Regions from separate parts of the Bombyx mori genome. Here region 2 is linked to region 1. The links are chromatin contacts, called in public Hi-C maps. All regions are on one chromosome and are shown on one strand. Each heading gives the region's core, a stretch centred on a gene start, on an enhancer-like site or on the middle of the called end of the contact. The rest is flanking DNA. Distances are from core to core; before and after follow the strand shown.

Region 1 (2,540 bases), core at 22-2,521:
CCTATCCGGTGTCCCACGACACCACACATATTTTTATTTAATAACCATTCTATCTCTATTTACAAACAAACTTTCTCCATTAACACTGCTAAGAAAAATTATAGCCTTCAACTTCACTTTCATTTAAATCCTATATTATTCGTTTATAACTAAGTGTTTTTTTATATATAATTATCCAAATAACAATATTAACTGTTCAACAGTTTCACCTTGGATTAGTCAATATCATAGACTGGCGATTAGATTGCCAAGTCTTGTTTCTACGCGGCGCTTCTTAAAAACACATTTATAAATGATAAAAACAGTGTAAAGTCGGTCGACCGTCACTACGAATCATTCCTACCTTTCCCGTATACATTGAGTCAAGTAGATCACACAGTTCCTGATGGCTATCGGTCGTCCTGTTGTTCTGTAACCAAGGGTTGCTGCTTACAATAAATCCTCGTCCATCCGCCAGAGTTTCAAGGTATTTACAGTCGATCGACCGAAACTGCAAAGTTAGCGTTGGTCCTAATGCAACGGTAACTAAGAGTTTAATTCTTACCCCTTCATTTTTGGCTTGTTGCGTGTGACTGCTATCGTAATCTTCATCGCTTTCTTCCTTTTTGAGTCGTTTCACGCTGACGTCTGTATCGCTACCGGACATTTTGCGTTTCGATTCAATGGACAGTTTCAGGCCAGCCTTGATAAGTTCCGAGCACGTCTGAAAAATGCATGAAATACGTTTTAATGTTACAATTCAATTAGAAATGCCGCGAAAAACAGAACTACAATGAGGTACATATCTGGAACCACGTTTACTCTCCAAAAATAATATTCCGCTAGTATTTTCTGTTTTAATTAACTCAAATATGACATTTGAGTTATATTTTTTTAAGAAAATCTTACATAAGTCTCTGTTATGCTAAATAATAAATCGTCATACTAGTAATCTTCTTAACACCGCTCCGCTATAATAAAATCACGGATATAAATGTAATTTTGAAGGAGCCTCCACTGAATAATAATACATCCGAAGTTAATACCCATCGCTTCATAATAATTACATGTTTAAAGCGTTCAAATAAAACGTTGCAATAAATAAATCATCGACTACATAAAATCGGAGGTCCTCATAAACATTACGTAACATTGTAAACTATACCTGTTCCATTCTTGCATTATAAAAGCATAATGAGTGCGAATGCGTTCTATAAACTTTACAATTATATCCCGGTGAATTAATATGTGTGGGTCGTGCGTGTATTTTTTAATATCGTGATTCACGGTCACTTCACCTCGATGTGATGATTACATCAAGGTCGTATGGAAGATGTACTACATTGCAAGTGTAGCGTTAGCGTTAACCACATGAAATAAATAAACTGACATAATAAACACACAAAAAAATATTACAAACTCATTAAAAATTACGTATGACTGAAGTACAAGTAATAAATAAACTAAAATTTTATAACGAAGATATATCGTGGTAAACAAAATGCCACACTAAATTGTTGACGATTTAAAGACACTAATAAAACCCGTTATGTTTAAATAAGATTCTAAACTGAGTATTTTCATGTGTTTTGTTTTTTATTTATTTTATGTATTCAAGACAATATCAAGAATAAGTAGTTTTTTGTTGATAAACTATGAAAGACTTTAAAAGTAGTAATAGGACTAAGATTTAATGCTAAAGTATGGCGATACGAAAATGCATAATTGCATTTTATTCAACTTTATTATTGAGAATTACTATAATACAATTGTTCAATGGTAGAAAATATGTGTCGTTATTAAAATCACATTCAGACACTTTTTCATTATGAAACATTCAATTACGAATCACTCGAATGAATTATAAAACTACTTGGCGTATAGATTGTAATTACAGATTATTATTTCTGATAATTTGTAATTACTAACTTTGGTAATATTAATTACCTACACACGTCTAGCCTTACAATATCTTTTGCAGAACAGTGACGGTTCAGTTTAGTGTAAGGCATTTTAATTGAAAAGTCAACCTCTCATCATTATCTGGAAGCCATGCTTCATTGTGACAGTAAATGTAACACCCAGATTGCGTTAATGATACATGGCATCAACCCAAATACATGAAACCAATAGTATTTGATATAAATAATTGAACTTCTACTAGGATAATCTTTGTACCTATTGTATATATCAATTTTTCGATTACGTTCTCTCGGAGTTCGTCGATTTATAATGGGAACGTGACGAAGTATTGACTAAGTACCTAAATAGATAATTAAACCAGTAATTACCAAGTCTTGCCCCGTAGAACTCTTTCGCAGAAGATAAAAATTATTTCGTTCATCGATAAAACATTTTAATCTGATCAATATTATACTATAGCCAGTGTGGGTATAGAATTGAATGCCAAAATATTCGTTCTATTCAAAAGGCAGGTAGCTAATAATGCTAATTGAATGCGAGGTCACAGAAGCCTACTCATTAGATAGCTTTGCACGTTGAAAATATGTTTTGATTGCATGCGGCTTGCCAATTGTTGATCCGCAAATAATGCTAATCGT
Region 2 (2,540 bases), core at 31-2,530, 89 kb after region 1:
TGGTTACTGGAGCCCATAGACATCTACAACGTAAATGCGCCACACACCTTGAGATATAGTTCTAAGGTCTCAACTCAGATATTGTCACAACGGCTGCCCCACCCTTCAAACCGAAACGCATTACTGCTTCACGGCAGAAATAGGCGGGGCGGTGGTACCTACCCGTGCGGACTCACAAGAGGTCCTACCACCAGTAATTACGCAAATTATAATTTTGCGGGTTTGATTTTTATTACACGATGTTATTCCTTCACCGTGGAAGTCAATCGTGAACGTTTGTTAAGTACGTATTTCATTAGAAAAATTGGTACCCGCCTGCGGGATTCGAACGCCGGTGCATCGCTCGATACGAATGCACCGGACTTCTTATCCTTTAGACCACGACGACTTCAAAATCACCGCCAACTCGCAAAACATACAGAAGGCGGGCCACTAGAAACGATTGTCTTTGAATAAACTTGCAACCAGTGATGCGGTGCAGTTGAAATCCTGAGGTTGTTACCAATATTTCCGAACTACGAGTAATACGTGCTCACGAAAGATTTCCACTATCATGTAAAAAAATTGACATCAGATTAAGTGTTTTTTTGAAAGTTACTGGTGTTTGTAGATAGGTGTTAAAACTCTCACTCTATTTTAATTTCAGAAATACACAAACGACTGAAGGTGATTCAGAGACACGTAGACTGTATCATGATGAACACATCCTAACAGCTAGTTTAATATATAGAACATCGTAGTATGATGGAAACTCTCACAAAAACAATCCCGGTAGGTAAATCTATCTTAGTCATGTGATACATGCCACTCCACACTTCCCAACAAACTTTTTTAACGTTGGGTAGAAGATCTGTAGTTCGAAATTATAGATCATCTCCTTCATACTAAATAGATCCAGCCCCAACGGATTACCAGCACCGAGTAAGTATGGATACACTGTACTATGACTGTATGACAAACTTTAGTTGAATCATTTAGATAAATTTTGTTAATACAAATTAACTTAATTTCTTAATACACATATACATTTCTATAAGTATTAATACAAAACAGCGTAGACCGGAACGTGTAGAAGACAAACTTATTGTTATTTTCAACTATAGTTGTTAGTATATATAGTTCCAAGTATATAGTTCCAACTTATAGTTTGTTGAACTCAAGTATATTTTAAAAAGTTACAGACAAAAATTTGGACCATAACAAATGTTTATTCTAAATTATTTAAGAATAGATCAAAGCATAAAATCTTTTTAAAAAAATCATTTTTTGACATTGACATTATTCTTTAGTTGACACTTGACATGTAATCTGACTAAACTCAACACTTTCCAATGAAAGTGATTTCAAAACTTTATTCCATTTAAACCTATTTTTAGCTATTTAATAATTCCACGTTTCTAATTCCCTTCACATAAGCCAGTAGCTTTCTCCTTTAATCTTAATTAGATAAATTAAAATAATGGGACGAAAATCGCAATCAAAACAAAACCAAAAGAAATCCACTGGAAAGGAAAATAATAAATTATACCTACAGAAAAGAAAAGAATTAGCTTTTCTTGTTGATAGAGTGCTAAGACTTACCAGTATATTTCAAGCGACTGGTAACGTAAGCAAAAGTTGGGAACATCATTTAGAAATCGAGAAATTAGTGAATGAAATTACTAACATAGAAGGAACGCAGTTAAGAAATACTCGAACTCTTCGGCAAACTCACATTGATAAATATTTGCAGTGGCTAAGAGAAAACGGTGTCCAATTCGATGGTAACTATTTTTAAATCAATGTAGCATTTACATTAATCAATAATAACACACCAAACATTCAGCACTACTTCAGTACATCAATCCAATTGGTTATTTCATAAGGTCAAATTTTGTCTCAGTTCTAAGTTTTTGACAATTTAACAATTAAAGTATAGCAAATTTTCAGTAAAAATATACTTAGTTAAGATTAAAATTATAAATATTACATATAATTTAATTGACTTCGTAGAATTTTAAATTTTTTGATTATTATTAGGAAATTTATAGAATATTTTAAATATATAATTAATAACCCTTTGAATTTTTAAAGGAAATGAAGTAGTTTTAAATGGCTTTTGCTTCGTTACTATGAATCATCAGTAAAAAGAGTGGTTTTTCATTAAAAAAATTAAAGATTTAGGTCTGCATTTAAAAAATTTTTTTTATGATCCTGCCTATTTGCTGGTGCCTAGAGGGCCATTCTAGCGATGCCCAGGCTACCAGCCTCTGGCTCACTGAGCTCACAAGCTCAACCTTAGGGAATTTGTTAATGATTTGAGAATGATTGTTGTAATAGGTCTGCCATCTCCAAAAATCGGCCAAAAACTCATACAATGTATAATATAATGTAATATTATTGTAACTCACAATTCAGTAGGCTAGCCTGCCATTAGTAGGATTGATGACCAGATGTAGGCCGCAGCAATCTGCTGAGTGCTAGGAAATTCAGGACTAGTAATTCTTGTGAGCTTTAAGGTAGGTTTAGTGGTTATCTCTAGGCTGATGATGATATTTTTA

What was found. Hi-C and Micro-C count contacts between places; a contact is called where the count stands out from the background.
Region 2: a contact with region 1 is called in a Hi-C map of midgut, with 2.5 times the contacts expected there. The contact joins the promoter of LOC101740875 here to the enhancer-like site in region 1. A contact is called at or near these places in 2 of 7 Hi-C or Micro-C datasets (midgut and whole pupa).

Annotation. Positions count from the first base shown.
Region 1 is chr18:9,245,665-9,248,204 of ASM3026992v2, forward strand. LOC101740596 (activating transcription factor 3) reads right to left here. Exons shown (of 7, transcript XM_004928243.5): 4 at 545-703; 5 at 344-409. Among protein-coding and RNA genes, the nearest start is that of LOC134200573, 14 kb to the right of the region's middle. Within about 2 kb of position 1,272, at least 4 of the 8 cell types and tissues checked have open chromatin away from gene starts, as enhancers often do.
Region 2 is chr18:9,335,121-9,337,660 of ASM3026992v2, forward strand. It overlaps LOC101740875 (actin-histidine N-methyltransferase), which reads left to right and starts at 1,281. Exons shown (of 9, transcript XM_004928245.4): 1 at 1,281-1,763. The coding sequence starts at 1,460.